6 separate regions of the Mus musculus genome follow, and all the other regions are linked to region 5. Evidence: chromatin contacts called from public Hi-C and promoter capture Hi-C data. All regions are on one chromosome and are shown on one strand. The core of a region is the stretch at or near the end of the contact, and the rest is flanking DNA. Distances in the headings are between cores, read along the strand shown.

Region 1 (2,700 bases), core at 101-2,600, 2.7 Mb before region 5:
ATATGACTGTTAAGCTAAGGGACCAATTTCCGATGTCTATTGATTTTGATGTATGAAAAAGGGCCAAGTATAATTCAAATACATATAATCTGGTGTTAAGTAAGCCCTGTTAGTAATTCTCCAGTAAGATTAACGTCAATGTTGCCTAGTAGATTGTAAAGCAGATAGCTACAGTTATGATTTTAGTAAATTTTCAGATGTATAAACAAAGCCTCCAAACAAGGCCATGGAACACTGAACCTCCTTTCCAGGCCTCCTTTCACAATGGATCATAGAATTCTTTCATAAGAAAATATGAATTACTGTTAGGCTCAGTAATAAGTAAGTAAGACTACCTGAGCTCTGGCTGACACATGACCCAGGGAGGTAACAGTGACTACAAATTCTATGTTCCGCTTGCCACAAACCAAAAGATAAAAAGCCTCAGTGTGGTCATATGTGCTTCATTTAATTATAGAACTGATTCCGTAAATACACCAACTAGTCAATCACCTGGGAGAAATGTTTCATTTCGGTCATCGTATGACTCTAATCACAAGAATTTTAAAGCTCATGGATGGTAAAGGCTCAACATTCAAAAAACAAAAAAAGATTACTGTCGAACCAATTGGCAACTGAGAATTTATAAAAAGCAAACCGAGTCTGATGTCAAAAGAATGACGTATTTCCTAACCTATTTTCCCTTCTAAGAAAATACCTAAGGACTAAAATGGGGCGGGGGGGGGAGCATTAAAATTACACCATAACTGTGTACAATATGTATTTACAGCTGAATTTTGAATTGAAAACAAAGTGGAAATTTACAAGGCAGTAATGAAAAAGTGAACTGTCATGCATGTCTCTCTGAATGCAAAAAAAAAAAAAAAAAAAAAAAAAAAAAAAACAACAAAAAAACATACTGTTCATTTTCTGGGCAGTATGAACATTCCGGAGAAAGTCCGTGTGTACTTTTATTTAAAGTCTACCCTTCTCGCAGATTCGACACCACACATCTGGTCGGATGTAAACAAAAAGGATTTCAAGGAACGTAGAAAACGCTGCATGGGTAACAGGACATCTGAGGAGAGGGCAGATGACTGCCCAATGGGGACCAAGCTCAGCAGTGCCAGCACCAGGGACCCCGCCTCGGACCGAAGGCCGCGCCTTCTGGCCACCGAGCGCAGCGGTCCCCTCGCATCTCACCACCGTCCGCCCACTTCCCTCTGCGGCGCTCCCTCACCGTCTTCCCCCGCGGCTTCGCTAAGGTGCTGTATGTGAGCCTGAGCCAGGTCCCCGAGCTCTTCCACCCGCCTCACCACACCGGACACCGCGGCCGCCATGGCCAGCTCGGGCGCGCCCGCCCTGTCCACGTGACCACGTGAGCCCCAGATCACCTGACGGCCTGGCTGGCGGAGTGGGGGCGGAGCCCGCCCAGCCGGTGGGCGGAGACATAGGCTCCGGGCTACGACCGCCCCGGCCCGCAAAGGTCGTTCCGGGTATTTAGTTCCTCCCAGTGGCCCTCTCCCTCCCACAATCCCGTGCTGCGAGGGGCCAGTCGATGATGTAAGGGCACACCTCTCTCCCGCCTTCTAATTTCAACCAATCGGAAGCCGACCATGCCCCGAGCTGAGCCAATAGGACATCGACTCTCTCCGCGGGTGCAGGGAGATTGCAGCCGCAGCAGCTGGCTGGAAGAGGGCGGTTTGGAAGGTCTGGAAAGAGGATTTGCAGCGGTTGGCGCTGTAGTGAAGGAGGTGGACTAAAATAAAACTTGATTGTAATGGTGGGGGCGGGGGGTGGTGGGGGAAGGTCAGAAACGGAAGTCTGCGGACGGGTGAGATTCATCCAAGCTGCGAGACCTAGTGTGAGGGCAGACAACTTGGCAGTCCTCAGCCTGCTAGCTGGCATAACGCTTTCCCCGAATCTTCACCCTGGAGCTTGTTTTTACTCCGGATTGATCTTGGCTAGCTCACACTTAAAGTACCTTAAATGTCTTGCGACCTAAACGTGGCAGCGACCTCACTGTCTTAGTTCACCTTGAGACCTTCCTGACAAGTGTTAAGTGTTCTTCCGGGTCTTAATCAGCACTCAAGTGGTCAAATTGCTTTGCATTCCATGAATGCTAATTCTTGCCTATGGCCACGGAAATCTAATGCTGTTTTGGCTTTTTGTTTGTTCGTTTGTTTCCCCCGGTTTGGCACAATATATTTTGAATAACTCTACCCTTCATCTTAATTTTAAGGTTTTTGTTGTAGCCTGGTAGAAAATATTTAAACTATGAAAATAGTAATGTGATCGTTTAAGAGTGACTAACCACAGTCACTTTTCTGCAAGTGGCCATGATGACCAGTTTTTTTCTCCTGTCATTTTACTCTAAATGCACAGAGCAAAAAACACGTGCTCTGTGTCTTCGGTACTTGTGTAATGCCCTTACGTACTTGGGAAAATGGTTTTTAATAGAAAACAATAATCAACAACAAATCCTTATGATACTTTATAATGAAGAATCTGAAGGCCAGAAAAATTGCATTCTATAATCAAGGTGAACTACAGAATTCAAACTCTTATGCTAGAGTGTTGACTTACTCTGTAATCCCAGAACTTGAGAAGCTAAGGCTGGAGGGGATGCTGGCAGTTCTAGAGCAGCCAGTACATACTGAGACCCAGTTTACAAACAAGCAAGCATCCCACAGAAATTAAGGACCCATATTCTAACATGCC
Region 2 (2,700 bases), core at 46-2,545, 2.7 Mb before region 5:
ATCTTGTCCCTCTGTCGGTTAAGCAGGTCATGTCTCATGAGGGTCAGTCAGCACGCTGCTGGGTTTCAGAGGAAACTAAGGGCAAAACCAGACTTGAAGAGAGTTGTGGGTGTTGGGGTTGAGAAATGTTGGAAAGGTGAGCTGTCTAGATCTGGAAGGAGATCTTTATCAGTGACCCTTTGTACCTGTACTCATTCCAGAGGGCGATTTGGAAAAGTAACACGTTCAGTAAGAGACCCTCCAGGCCCTTGGCAACCCGAAACCCTGGTTGATGCCAAGCCTTGCGCGAGGGGAAGGCAGGCTCTAGCGCCCCCTCCAGCCTGAGTGCAGCGCCCGCCGCTGCGGGTGTGCCCGCAGATGAGCTGGAGCCCAGCACCTCCGGCCCCGGCACAACCCGCGGGGCTCGTCCTAGCTGTGCAGCCTTTCCATTCCTAGCCGTGAGCCCCTCCCTGTCTCGCTTCTTGACAAGCCAGCAGGCAGCAAGGGGCGGCACCGCTCTGAGGTCCCGAGGACGTCACTGACGCGCGGTCGAGCCTCCAGCCCGCCCTACCGCTCGCCTTGCCTTCTCTCTTCTTAGCCGGTGACGCCGCCGCGGCCCCGGGCAACCAGCACTCGCACGCACTCCCGCGCGCGCCACCGTCTCCCGCACCCGGGGCCGAAGATGGCGGCTCTCAAACTCCTGTCCTCTGGGCTTCGGCTCGGCGCCTCAGCCCGCAGCTCGCGGGGCGCCCTGCATAAGGTAAATTGAAGGTGCAGGGGGGCAAGAGGAAGGCCACGCGCGGACGAGCTGCGAGCGGCGCGCGCGTTCTTTGCCCTGCCCATCTCCACCGCCTCTGGTCGGGGATCTGGCATCTGCAGCGCCGTGCCCGGGGGTTGGGGGTGGGGGCTTGGAGACGCTCGGGTTTCAGGGTAGCCCCGCCGCCGCTTGTCTGTCTGTCTGTCTGTCTGTCTGTCTTTGCTTCTCCATCCACTTCCCCGCTGTGCTTGCAGCGGTGGAGAAGCGGTCGAGGCTCTGTGTACCAAAGCCACGCAGCAACGCCTTAGAGACAGACTGTCGGCGTCCAGGGACTCGCGTCCCCATCTCCCGCCACTCCTACAGACTCCAGGCTCCAGGCCGACGCCCTTGGGAAGGGGGTCCCCGGGGCCGTCGCCCTAGGTAAGGGCCGGTTGGAGGAGAGGAGCGGAGAAGGGCGGCGCGCTGAGGCTTGCGCCCCACCTGAGGGAGCTGCTGGCGCCGGCTGAGGCCCAGAACCCCGGGCCGGGTTAACCGCTGCTGGCTCAAGTTCACCGCCAAGTGGGCGGATGCTGTGCGCTGCGGAGGCGGACTGCCGCTCCCCATCCTCCCCTTCCCTATATGGCGGTAGAAAGGGGAACCCGGACTGGAGCTCTTGTCACGGGGCGATTTAGCCTGCCAAGCGTTTGGAAGCAGAAGGAGGGCTGGCGGCGCTCCGCTGCAGTTTGCAAACGCCTCGGTCCTTTATTTTGAATTCCTCTCCGTCCCCTCCGGGTTAGAGACTTGCAATGTTCAAAGACCGTAAAAAAACAAAAATCAAAAACAAAAACAAAAAAACCCAAACACCTTGACCCACAGAATGGTATCCTGAGTCGCCCTCCTAGCAGACTAGCTGGTGGTGGATATTTTTGCTTATACATTGTAGAGGGTCTAGCCTCTAAGCACACATTCGGGTTGGATTTGAGTATGGGACCAAGGAACTGAGTGCTGGAGGAGGGTGGGGAGGAGGGTGGATTCACCTTGGAGTGTTCAGTTTGCTCAGGAGCCTCTTCCCGAACCTGCAAAGTTTTCTTTGAAGAGGTTTCAAATTGCAGTCCTGAACTTAAGAAGAGTGCATCACGCAGGGCATTTACTTGCACTGTGTGCTCTTGAACTCCTTCCCCTGTTGCTCATTTCCTTGCCTTCAATCTCTGAGTGTTGAGAATCTAAAGATGTCATCACAGGACTCCCTCGTGTGCTAGGGAATGGTTCAGAACTGAGTCATTGCGTTGTTAAATTCCTCAAAGGAGGCATTTGGGTAATTGCATGCAAATTTGGATGCACTTAACCACCAGCCAACCTGCTGCAAGTGATGGAGCAGATGCAAAAAACCAGGACACAGGGATGTCCTTGGGCCAAGGTCAAAAACTTTCTTTTGACAGTGCATGTTTGTCTAAGTTTAAATTATTCACCTCTAGTCTACCCCACTTTCAATATAATCATTAAACCATTTCTCAAGCCAGCAAACCTCTAGGTGGATGAGCTGTAATTATGGGTTAGTAAAAAGTTCATGGCCCAGTTCAAAGTTAGGCTTCTCAGGAATGAGGAAAGAAGGTGCAGCTCCTGCTCTCTGGGGTGTTCTGCCCGCTTATGCATTGGTTGGCCTTACTGGCTGCTTGCTTAGCGCGTAAGTCATCCGCCTCTGCTGAATTGTAATACCCCTGTGCTGAATTGTAATACCCCTGTGCTGAATTGTAATACCCCTGTGTTCGTTTCACTGGGACCACGGTATACCTCAGTCCTTTGCCTCCCTCAACACTGCAGACTGCTCTGCCAAGAATACTCATTTTAGTACACACCTGAGAGAACCTGGTGGATACCTTCAGTAACCTTGAATACTTTCTGGCTAAATGTAGCCAACAGGTAAACTGAGATAGATATTTAAAAAATGCTTTTATGCTTTTGTTTTGGGAGACAGGATCTTGCTA
Region 3 (2,700 bases), core at 187-2,686, 2.4 Mb after region 5:
CAGTGTACTGAGCTGGACTTTGAGCAGGAAGATTCCTTTCTAAGGAAAAGGGCAGGAAAAAAGCTTCAAGTCAATTGTTGACCACAAGATAAAGACCAACCAAGATTCCTGAAGACTTAATGACTGGAATCCATTTCACTGCCACACTTCCAAACTAGGCAATTTTAGGCACCAAAACTAGGCAATTTTAGGCACCGATCCAAAAAGATTCCCCAAGGAAATAATTCAATCGAATTTAGTTAAAACAAAATAGTTCAACCCATTACAATACAGTTTGGATCTTAGTGTTGTGCATTACCTGGAAAGTTCTCCCGACTAAGCTTCGGCCGACGGATGATCACAAAGTCTTTGTCACTCCCTTTGCCCTTGACTCGTTTCCTTGGAGGGCTCTGGGGGTGGCCGAGGTTTGAGAGCAGTCCATGTGGGATGTTCTCACTGTCCACCTCCTCCTTCTCCAAGGCCGAGACACCCATGCCTGATAGCAGTTCAGAAGTCTTGCTGGAATCCCATCCCCACGTGAAGCTGGTGGTGACGTTGCCACTCTGGTCCGGAATCTCCTGAAGGTGCTTCCTGCAGAAGGGCAGACATTCTCTATTCCTTTTGAAAATACACCCCTAAATAATTCCAAGGTAGGCATGAAAGAAGAGTAAAGAATGGAGTGGAGAAAAGTCCCAGCAAGTGACAGTACTGCATTTTTTAAACGTGCCTACAAGCGAGAGAAATACAAGAATGAAAGAGAAAAATCGGGAACATATATACTTTGAAAGGCTTTGGGATTTATGGTCACGCAGAAGGCCTCAATAATTTCTTCCCGTGGAGGGAAAAAGAGGGACGGCACTGATACCATGACTCAAAGTAGAGGAAGGAAAACTTAATTAGGAAGCCAAATTAAACTCCACATTGATATTCGCACTAAAGCATTCATCCATCCTTTTTCTCTAAGCAAACATTCACATAACCAGATTATTTGAACAAGAAGCAACATTCGCGGCCTAAAAGAATTCAAACGGTTCATTCATGTTTTGTCCGGTTTTTTTGCAATCGGTTTACCTATGCATGGTGTCCACTGATTCAGGAGTTTTGAATGCTTGAATTAATTGAAGCGCTGCCTGCCTTCCAGACTCCTGTTTTAGCGCTCGGCTTAGAGTGATCCCCGGGGCCCCAGCAGTTGGACCCGCGAACTAGCAACGTTCCATCACCACCGCGCGCGCGGAGTTCTGCATCCCGCTCTCCAGCAGCCGCCTTCTGACGCCCCGTTGCCTGCTGGGAATTGTAGTTCCGAGCCTAGCTCGTAGTCCTGCCTGGGTTCTTCCACTCTGATTTCGGACCAACCCTCCAGATACCCACAACTCCCTGCGGCGCCGGGCGGGATTGAAGGAGGAGGAGGAGGAGGAGGAGGACAGGCAGGCGGAAGTGGGTGGAGCTCCGGCTGGCTGGGAAATGTCAGCCGATTGACTGGGAGCAGGTTTTCCTTTTCCCGGAGCTCACGGGCCTTCGGGTGATCACCGCCACGGTCGCCCGGGACTGAAGGATCCGTGACCCCGGCAGGCTGCGGCGGACGCGAAGCTTCTGAGTCCCTTCCAGACGCTGTCTGGCGAGGTCCGACGGTGAGCGTGAGGGGGGCGGGGACGCGTGAGGTGCGTCAGGGTCTGGGGTCCCGGCCCAGTCCCTGGCGGACATAGACTTGGGGGGAGTTCCAGATGGTGAGTGGCCGCCGCCGCCAGGCCCATCTCCGGGGTCTCGATGGCCCGCCAGGTGAGAGGCTGCGGGTGGCACTCCTGCCATTCGCCTTCCTCCACCTGGCAGTGGGCGGCCCTTAGGACTGGGTCTGTGGACGCGATCCTTTCCTCACTTGTAAACTAGGCTCGAGGACGCGGCACACCTCATGGGCTGGCACTGAAGATCAAATCAGCGTGCGAGGGGAAGCCTTTTTCGAGCTAAAGCGCAGCTCCAAGAGGAGCGATGGTTTATTTTTAAGGCGGCAGGAGCCAGCAGTGGTTCCCGCGTGCATCCTCTTGGATCCTTGATGAGTCTCCCAAATACCAAAGGGAAAAAGGGAGGCTCCGCTTGCAAGGAGAGACCACCCTGAAAGCTGTTTAGGTGCCTCTGACTCAATCCACAGCCTGTCCTAGAATCTCTCTGCCTAGAAACTATGCTAATTTAGCCTCTGAAGAGGTCGGGGGCGATTAGATTAGAATGACCATGCAAAATTCAGGTGTGCAAACTGTGCAACAGGGGAGAGGGTAGGGGGATGCATTTCTAGTCCAGTAAAAATGAAGATTTATAGAGTTGAGAAAAAAGCAGGCCACCTTCATCAAAAACATTAGAATATTGGTTTAGTATGTTAGATTGCATACACTTGTGTTTCTTTGTGGAGAGAGCAAGATTCGTTTTATAGTGGAATTAAATCCTTCATGCTCAGTTTTGTCTTTGTTTCTAGCATAATCTTTGCATCAGTTACTTCTTGAGAGGAAGAGATTCATGAACTTTTAGTTCCTGTGAGTGAGATTGGTGTAAAAAAAAAAGACCTTTTTGCAAATTGGTTTTACTTGAAAAGAAAGACTAGGAGAATAAGTATGTAGTCACAGTTTTGTTATGGAAAGTATCTAAAGTGAGACCTTCTGAAATAGTGTATAAAGTTATCTTTTGTTACTTTGAAAAACTCATTTGCCTTCTCTTGAACTTTGTCCTTTCTGTTAG
Region 4 (2,700 bases), core at 107-2,606, 2.4 Mb after region 5:
GAACATATCGGATATACATACATCGGATATATGACCCAGAGGTTGAGAACCGCTGAATATATCAGTAAGTGGGAGTTAGGGAACAGGTAAACAACTGGGGTGTAGAAGGCTCTTTCAATCTTTAAAGTTTTAAATGTCCTAGACATGGGAATCTTAAGGACTGAAGTGGAAAACCCAGCAGGGGTTTTCCTGAGAGAATTCAAGACACATCCGAGAGGATGGTGTAATGAAGCAATGTTTTGGAAGAGGCAGAAGAAAGGATCCAAAATAAGATTTGACTAGGATATCCCATTGAGATGTTTCCAGCTAGAAGTGGGAGTCAAAAGTGTAGTTTTCTGTGACGTGAAAGAGAAAACAGGTTCGATATCACAGAGGCATCTGAGTGTCACAAACATGAAATAGCATGCCCGGAATCCAGAGGCCACTTACTGGGAGTGCCAGGATCGCAAAGGAAAGGACGCCACAGCAAGGACCTCAGGGCAGTGGCCACCTACCCTGTCTTATGACTTTCCCTTCATTGTAGCTTTCCCTTTTATTCTTAATCAGCCTACATCTCTATGGTTGTGTAACTGTTCCCACAGACTCAGTAACTTCCCTTGCTCTAGCTTCAAGGACTACCTACCCAACATTCCAAAGTCAGATCAATAATCATCAAACACTGCTCTGAGCTTGCCTACAGGATAAAGTGCAAAACATTTTTAACCCTTCAGTCTGGTCCTACACAGCTTTCCAACCTTATCTCGCGGTCTAGACAGACACACAGGACTAGACAAGACTCCTTCCCTCATTATCCTCCTCCTTTCTCCCTGACAGCACTGCCTCTCTAGGCTGGTGGTCTTTTGGTGGTCACCGGAGCTCGGGCTAATGCTCTGTGATCCTTCTCGGTTAGCTCTAATTCCTCTCTAATAAAGGGCTCGGCATCTTTATTTGCCATCAGGCCCTGCAAAACGAAGCCGTTTGGAGCGAGGTCACCGCCCCCAGCTCTTACTCCAGCGACGGCCACATCAGCCATCCAGCAGACACTGGTTAAAATTTACCCTAGACGAGCATGACCAACTACCCAGAAAGCAAGCAAAAATGAAAGCAACTAGAGGAAGATGCGCAAGAAACTTGCTTTCCCGCCAGGCGCTCAAAACTCCGCCTGCACCCCCAACGCCGCCCAGACCAGTTCCAACTGGATTTCTTCGGGCAGCTCGAAAGCCAAATAGAATTTCGTCCCTTTCCCAGCCCCAGCCAATCCCCGCAGCCCCTCGGGCTCCCAAACCTTCCCGACCTCTGATTAGCTGACAGATCTGGCCCGGGGGCGGGCTTAGAGCGGCCTCCCTGAAAGGGTGAAGAGGGAGGTGGGGCCGGGCCGAGAGGCCACTGCGCAGGCGCCCAAGAAAACGGATAAACAAACAAATAAAACCCACTGCCCGGGGGCCAGCCCGGATCCCCGCCTCCCGGGGCCTCCCGGGGCCTCTCCGCCCTCGCGTGCGTCTGGGCACGTCCCCCCCCCCCCCGGCGCGTTCCACGCACGTCCCCGCACTTAACCTGTGCGCGGCCGGCGCGGTGCTGGCGGCAGGGAGCGCGAGCCTGCACCCGCGGCCCCGCGGATCATGACTTGCTACCGGGGCTTCCTGCTGGGCAGCTGCCGGCGCGTGGCGGGTGGCCGCGCGGCTCTGCGGGGTTCGGGCTCGGGCGCGGACGGCCGGCGGCACTTGGGGCACGGGCAGCCGCGCGAGCTGGCGGGCGGTGGTAGCCCCGCCGACGGCGGCTTCCGCCCCTCGCGGGTGGTGGTGGTGGCGAAAACCACCCGCTACGAGTTCGAGCAGCAGCGGTACCGCTACGCGGAGCTCTCGGAGGAGGACCTGAAGCAGCTGGTGGGTCCTGGCGGGGGACGGCCGGTACTCGGGGTGGGGGTGGGGGGCGACGGGCCACAGGACACCCCCAAAGCCCGACAACCTTCCTCCGATTGCCTGTGGGGCCCCTCGGGCATGGGACTGGGGCGCCCTGAGCCTGCCTTAGAGGGGGCTCCTGGGACCGGGACTTGGGAAGCCACGTGTGTCCTCGCCCCCGCCTCGGTAGCACGGACTCCCATCGCTGAGAAGATGAGGGTTGTTCGCCCTGTTTGTCCTGGGGACCTCTCCCCAGACCACCGGGAGAAAGGAAATTCTCCAGCACAGCCACTGGTGGCGGAGAGAGGGCCGAAGTGCCGCGGTCACACCCCCTTCTCGCCTGGGGACAGAGGCCTGGCCAGGGAAAGCCCTGCTGGATTGTGGTCGCCTGTCCCTTCAGGGTCTCTTACTGCTTGAAAAGCAAGCACCTGGGACAGCGAGGCAGGAAAGCTGACCCGAGATGGGTTTTTGTGTTGGAAGGTCAGAAAAGGAACAAGTATGCCGGCTAATGGGGAGAAGGCATGAACCCTGAAGTAACAGGGCCTCCGCCATACACCGTGTTTGGTGTATTTACTAATAGCGTTGCCAGGTATGCCATGCGTGTGTGTGTGTGGGAAGGATTAAACCCAGAGTTCGAGCTTCCCCATTTTTGAAAAAAAAAATTGATTTTGTGCTACCCAGTAACTTTTGGGAAATGGGCTGTTAGCAATTTATTTAGGAACCCCCCCCCCCACAGTTATGCCTGTAATTGTTGACTCCAGACACCCGAAGGCTTTAGACTGAATTGTATATAAGCATTACTAAGTTATGTACAAGAATAAGT
Region 5 (2,700 bases), core at 131-2,630:
TTTGAATTTTATATGTATTTCAAGCATTTATGAGTAAAGGAAATCTGTAATTGCTTACTTAATACCACTCTGTTAATATACTGGATCAACAAAGTCATTTTAAATTACATTTGCATAATTTCTACCTTTGGGCTTTCAAGTCTACAATTGCTCACTATTATTAACACGGAGAGTCTTTCTAATATTTTTTTATTTTTCTTTTTGATTTTAGAGAGGTTTTGGTTTGCTTTTTTTTTTTTTTTTTTAGTGAGAACATTATTATTATTTAGAACATTATTAGAACAAAAGGAGCTGAAGGTTTACACTAACAGATACTCGTTTTTGACGTCTGTACTAAAAACTAAGTGGTTAAGGCAAGATCTCCACTTTGGACTTTTAAGTCTGGAAGAGAGAGGTGAGGAATAGGAGGAGACAAAATATCCTCTCATTAAAGTAATCTAGCTTAAGAGAGTTGCTGGGTTAAGGGCCAAATGAGTGCGTACTAACCCGCTTCTAGAAACCCGTAAACTAATCCTTGTGACTAGTCCGCATTAAAAACATCGATCCTCGACATCGGCATCAGCCAGTGATGTAGGAGTAACAGAAAGCCAGGACGAGGCGCCCAGCCTCCTCCCCGGGCTCCGGGAGAGGAAACCCTGTCCCGGGCCTCCAGGCGCTGGCGCGCGCCGGGGAAAGAGTCCCGCGCTCGGGCGAGCGCCCTGCACGCCCGCTTTCTGCACTCCTTGCACGTCGGATGCCCGGCGGACCGAAAGCAAACCTCCGCCCTGCCGCCCAGCTCTCGGCGGCGGCGGCGAGCGGCTTTGCCTGTGATCAAGCGCGAAGCCGCTTAGCTCAATGGTCAGAGCGTGGGTGGAAAACAAACTTTGTTACGTGTTCACTCGGGGCGCCGCGGTTCTGGGAAAAGGATCAAAGCGACATTCCTAACTGTGCGCCGCGCGCCTTTTTCCCGGACCCCACCCTCTCTTTTAATAATAATAATAAAAATAATGGTAACAATTTTAGCCGATGAGTAAGGAAACGGGCTTTAAAGCCACGCGGGGAGTGCGGCGGGGCGGGCCAGCAGGTGGCCCGCCCGCATCCCGACCTCCGCCGCGCGCGCGCCCAGAGTCCCGGGCCACATCAATGGGCGCCCCCCCCCCCCGTGGGAACTGCGCCTCCCACCACGCCTGCGCCCCGACGCCCTGCCCGTGTCCCCCCGCCGGGGGTCGCATCCCACCGCCCAATGCGGGTCGGCACAGGCGGCGGCGCGTTGCTCGGCGCCCGCGGGCGAGCCTCCGTGCCGAGGGGCGGGGGCGCTGCCGCGGGAGGGGGGCGGAGGGGGCGGGAACGGCGCGCGGGGAGGGGAAGGGGGTTCTCGCGCGATCGGGCGAGGTTTCCGGTGTTGTGACTGAAACCCGTCAATATGGCGGCGATCGGCCGCGGCCGCTCTCTGAAGAACCTCCGAATACGAGGTAAGCCCGCTCGCCGCCCTCGCTCGCCTCACCCGGTGCGGGTCACGGGTCGCGGCGCTCGGCTTTGCTCCGGGCCTGGGGATGGGGTGGGGTGAGGTTGGACGGGGAAGACGAGCGGGGCGTCGGGCGCCGCCGGCCTGCGATGGATTCTAACTGGGGTTGTGTGTCTTGTCTCGCACAGGGCGGAATGACAGCGGCGAGGAGAACGTCCCGCTCGATCTGACCCGAGGTAACGCGGGCCGCCGCGGCCGCCGGGGAGGCGCGGGCAGCCGGGCGGGCGGGCTGGCAGGCGAGCCGCGCGGGGCAGCGAGGGGCCGAGCCCGCGCCCATCCCCCTGCCCCGCGCCCGGGTGGCCCGGGTTGCCCGGGGGGCTGAGCCCGCTCCGGGGCCTCGGGCGGCTGCGGAGCTCCCCGGCCGGCTCGGTCGCGTGTGTGTCCCCCCTCCGTCCGCTCCCGGGTCCCCCCACCTCCGGATCCCGGGGGCGGCCTTGGACGGGGTGGGTGGGGGAGCAAGGTAGAGGTTGTTATTTAGGTTGCTGGAGGATGTTTGTGGGAAGAGCGACCACATCCTGCCCTCCCCGTTCCCCCCAAGAGCAGATGCTGGACCCTGCCGGCTTCTTGCTCACTGCGGGACTGCTCTTCCCTGCCCGTGGGATCCTCTTGGGTGGGGTGGGGGGGGTCCCCGCAGCTTTTTGAGAACCCGGAGAGCCCGTGATGACTGCTAAGTGTCTGGTTCACGCCGCAGCTCCCTGCTGCTCGCTTCCCGTCTCCCGGGCCCGCTGGGGCTGTAGTTGGCTGGAGACCGCCCGCCCCCTCACTCGGCCGCCGCTTCATTGTGTACCTTGTGGCTGCAGTGGAGGAGAGCTGGGTTTGTTTACACCTTTCCCAGCAGGGCGAGCCCCGCGTGTGTTTTGTTTTTAAGAACCGCACCCGGCGAACGATCGGTATTTTCTTGCTTCGGTCACCGGCCCCCGGGCTGGTGTTTCATCTCCCAGTATCTCGCCGAAGCATCAGTCCGTTCTCTGCCTCCTTAAACAGGAGTTGGGTCTACAGATTCCGGACGGTCCGACTCCACAGCGCTGGAGTGGAGTGTAACTTAACTAGTTCTGCTGTTACGGAATCACTTTTTGAGATCCGTGAAACACCTTAGGACGTTAAAACAAGACAAGAACAGTCGTAAACATTGTATATACGACATGAATTTGGTTCCCCCACCCACCCTGTATGTAGTGACCGTCGTATAAAGTTAT
Region 6 (2,700 bases), core at 34-2,533, 2.7 Mb before region 5:
ATTTGTTCTTCAAAAATAAATGAGTGTCAAGTGGAGATTTTTTTCAAGCTGGAGAGATGGCTCAGAGGTTAAGAGCACTGGCTGCTCTTCCAGAGGTCCTGAGTTCTATTCCCAGCAACCACATGGTGGCTCACAACCATCTGTAATTTGGATCCAGTGCCCTCTTCTGGTGTGTCAGTGACAGTGTACTCACATATACATAAAATAAATAAATAAATAAATCTAAAAAAACAAAGTGGCGGTTTTTCTGATTTTATCACTAGATCAAATGAAAGCATGTGAACCTGTCATTTGAATTTCTCTCTATAGAGTATTAATCAGGTTCCGAGGACACCTGAGAGAAGCTTGGAGGTAACCTAAGCCTGTGGCTTTCATTTAGAGTGAATGTCAGTGGGATGTACTAATAACCCAACTGAGATAAAGGAATTGTCATCAACAATGTATAATCTATTTATTTATTTATTTATTTATTTATTTATTTATTTATTTTATCTTTCTCTGAAACTTTAAATTGCATGCATCCTCTTTGCAGCCTGACCTAACTTGAGGTACTTGTAACTTTACTGGTTTCAATTATGTGGCAGTTTTGTTGCTTTGGATATGTCAGAGTTGCTTGCTCTAGGCGACCCCCCCCCCCCCCTAACTGGAATACATTGACTAGGGATTAAAATGTGCAGAAGAAAGACACTGGAATGCCTTCCAAGCTAACCCACTTCCTTCATCAGATTTCCAGACATCCAAATAGGATGACTGACAACCTGTGGGTGATCTCGCTGGTCATTAGTGAGTGTTGTAGTGCGACCTTGGTTGGCAGGGGGATACCAAGAGTTACCATCAAGGCAATCCTGGCCACTTCACTTCCAGGCGAGCACACACCCGGAAGTGGCTGCCCTGCCGGCCCAGGCCCCCGGCCTGCGGCGGTCTCTGTGCGCGGCCTGCGGCCTCGGCTCACCGGCAGCCGCGTCAGCGCGCTCGTCTCCTCCGCCGCCTCCTTCCGGGAGGCCGTCGGCGTCGCCCGCTCCTTGGCCACCGAATACCAGAAGGTCCTCCAGCCGCTCAGGATGGCTGCCTCCAGGCGGCCCCAGTCGCTGGCGGGCGGCGGGGAGCCGGCTCCGCGGGGCTCGCTTCCAGCCATGGTCGCAGGCTCCGCGCGACACCGCGGGGCGCACGGGCTCCCCAGCCGCTCGGCCTCCGCCTCCGCCCCGCTGGTACGACCCGGGCTGGTCGGTTGGGCAGGGCTCCAGGCCGAGGTGGCCCGGAATGACTCACCCCGTTAGCCCAAACCCTCCCACACTACACATCCTCCGGGTCCCTCCCTGCCTCTGTGCGTCACCACAAGGACCTGGGAGCTAGGGCTTGTTGAACAGCCACCCTTTTTCTGAAATCTTGCTTCCCCTTAAGCGTTAGATATTAAGTAGGCTGTATGTGTGCTTCTGTGTTTTGGAATCAGCAATCTACCACTTGGAGTTGAGCAAAAACTGAGCCCGTGGAGGCTATCAGGAGCCTTATGTGTTATTAAAGATAACCTTGGCTGACTAGAACATCGTGCTGTGGAGAAACTATTGTAGATGGGAAGCCAAAACTGCCTCAAGCGTAGCTCTTTTAATATTAACTTCAATCTGGTTTTGGTCTAACCTCATGAGGTTGGGTGAAACTTGTAAGCTTTGCTTAAAATTTTATTTAACTACATGTATGTGGATATATGCATGAGCACTCAGGTTCCAGCAGAGGCCACAGGCATCACAAACCCTGGAACTGGAAACCACACCCTTGAGAGCCACCTACTCAGGCCCTCTGAAAGAACAGTACATTCTTATAACTGCTGAACCATCTCTCAAACACCTGCCCCCTTTACCGATTTTAAAGTAAATAATGTTGTAACATCTGAAAGCCAGGCAAGATGTAGCCAATTTTATCTAGGCTGTGTACATAATGCCCTCATCAGCGTAGGTGGTATATGTATTTGATGTATGGTCTTTGTTTTGTGGCTATAATAGTTCTTGCAACTGCTTCCACAACTTGGTGTGCCAACCTGAATCCAATCTCTGGCCATGGCCACTCACATTTTGCTTGCATTTACTTCCTCAAACTCCATTATTAGGTATTTTCTACCAAAATGGTGAGTTTAAGCCCACGACAAAAATGTACATACACTAAAAAATTGTTCAATCAATGATCTATCATAAAAGGTCAGAAGAAAATTTGATAGGAAAGAAAAGCCTGGATGTGGTACTATTAAAAGCCATTAGTGAATTTTTAATCTTCCAAAAGTGATGTCTATTCTAGTAACTTTAATCATAATCAAAAAGAAATTTAAGAAATGAGAGGTAGGCTATATAACAAAATATTATATAGCACTGGATATAGTTTTAGGAAAGACACAAATACCTATTTGGTAGCAGGTTATCAGTCTCTTTAAAGTAGATTACCTCACTTAATCTAATCCCCAAACCCATTCCACATCTAGACTTCATCACGGGAATACTTCGGATTTAGTAGTCACGTGTTAAATTCTTTAAAATCTTTTAGAATAATCTAGTAAGGATCACCACGTTATAACCTGAGGTGTAAACCTTGTTCTGGAGAACATGGAAGATGGGCGGAGCCCACATAATCTATCTCAAAATCACTGTCAACCTTTAACCACTTACTATTCCAAGATGGTTTGTTTGTGTTTTGCTTTGTTTTTTGTTTTTTGGG

What was found. Promoter capture Hi-C pulls out the DNA fragments that hold promoters and counts their contacts. A called contact is a pair of places that touch in the nucleus more often than the background predicts.
Region 1: a contact with region 5 is called in a Hi-C map of erythroblasts, with 7 times the contacts expected there. The contact joins the promoter of AW549877 here to the promoter of Rictor in region 5. A contact is called at or near these places in 5 of 39 promoter capture datasets (the C10 cell line, erythroid cells, hippocampal neurons and 2 more), 2 of 484 Hi-C or Micro-C datasets (erythroblasts and pre-B cells), 4 of 115 datasets of contacts at active chromatin or transcription factors (astrocytes, cardiomyocytes, large pre-B cells and 1 more) and 2 of 9 other capture datasets (adipose tissue and liver).
Region 2: a contact with region 5 is called in a promoter capture Hi-C map of pre-B cells, with 5 times the contacts expected there. The contact joins the promoter of BC037032 here to the promoter of Rictor in region 5. A contact is called at or near these places in 9 of 39 promoter capture datasets (the 3T3-L1 cell line, 3T3-L1-derived adipocytes, the C10 cell line and 4 more), 1 of 484 Hi-C or Micro-C datasets (CD4 T cells) and 6 of 115 datasets of contacts at active chromatin or transcription factors (T-cell acute lymphoblastic leukemia, astrocytes, embryonic forebrain and 3 more).
Region 3: a promoter capture Hi-C map of liver shows a contact between it and region 5, with 4 times the contacts expected there. The contact joins the promoter of Lmbrd2 here to the promoter of Rictor in region 5. A contact is called at or near these places in 3 of 39 promoter capture datasets (hippocampal neurons and liver) and 1 of 9 other capture datasets (liver).
Region 4: a contact with region 5 is called in a promoter capture Hi-C map of liver, with 6 times the contacts expected there. The contact joins the promoter of Nadk2 here to the promoter of Rictor in region 5. A contact is called at or near these places in 4 of 39 promoter capture datasets (hippocampal neurons, liver and pre-B cells), 2 of 115 datasets of contacts at active chromatin or transcription factors (the 230-238 cell line and astrocytes) and 1 of 9 other capture datasets (adipose tissue).
Region 6: a contact with region 5 is called in a promoter capture Hi-C map of pre-B cells, with 9 times the contacts expected there. The contact joins the promoter of Fbxo4 here to the promoter of Rictor in region 5. A contact is called at or near these places in 6 of 39 promoter capture datasets (erythroid cells, hippocampal neurons, liver and 2 more), 1 of 484 Hi-C or Micro-C datasets (pre-B cells), 2 of 115 datasets of contacts at active chromatin or transcription factors (embryonic forebrain and thymic regulatory T cells) and 2 of 9 other capture datasets (adipose tissue and liver).

What each region holds. Positions count from the first base shown.
Region 1 is chr15:3,994,396-3,997,095 of GRCm38.p6, forward strand. It overlaps AW549877 (expressed sequence AW549877), which reads right to left and starts at 1,351. Exons shown (of 6, transcript NM_145930.3): 1 at 1,220-1,351. The coding sequence starts at 1,319. It overlaps Gm2093 (predicted gene 2093), which reads left to right and starts at 1,644. Exons shown (of 3, transcript NR_045740.1): 1 at 1,644-1,689.
Region 2 is chr15:4,026,111-4,028,810 of GRCm38.p6, forward strand. BC037032 (cDNA Sequence BC037032) reads right to left here and starts at 1,296. Exons shown (of 2, transcript NR_028266.1): 1 at 1-1,296. It overlaps Oxct1 (3-oxoacid CoA transferase 1), which reads left to right and starts at 318. Exons shown (of 17, transcript NM_024188.6): 1 at 318-739. The coding sequence starts at 662.
Region 3 is chr15:9,139,134-9,141,833 of GRCm38.p6, forward strand. Lmbrd2 (LMBR1 domain containing 2) reads left to right here and starts at 1,437. Exons shown (of 18, transcript NM_177178.3): 1 at 1,437-1,607. Skp2 (S-phase kinase-associated protein 2) reads right to left here and starts at 1,321. Exons shown (of 10, transcript NM_013787.3): 1 at 1,051-1,321; 2 at 299-570. The coding sequence starts at 1,058.
Region 4 is chr15:9,069,904-9,072,603 of GRCm38.p6, forward strand. It overlaps Nadk2 (NAD kinase 2, mitochondrial), which reads left to right and starts at 1,357. Exons shown (of 13, transcript NM_001040395.4): 1 at 1,357-1,862. The coding sequence starts at 1,599.
Region 5 is chr15:6,707,001-6,709,700 of GRCm38.p6, forward strand. It overlaps Rictor (RPTOR independent companion of MTOR, complex 2), which reads left to right and starts at 1,381. Exons shown (of 38, transcript NM_030168.3): 1 at 1,381-1,451; 2 at 1,633-1,680. The coding sequence starts at 1,403.
Region 6 is chr15:3,978,290-3,980,989 of GRCm38.p6, forward strand. It overlaps Fbxo4 (F-box protein 4), which reads right to left and starts at 1,284. Exons shown (of 7, transcript NM_134099.2): 1 at 953-1,284. The coding sequence starts at 1,135.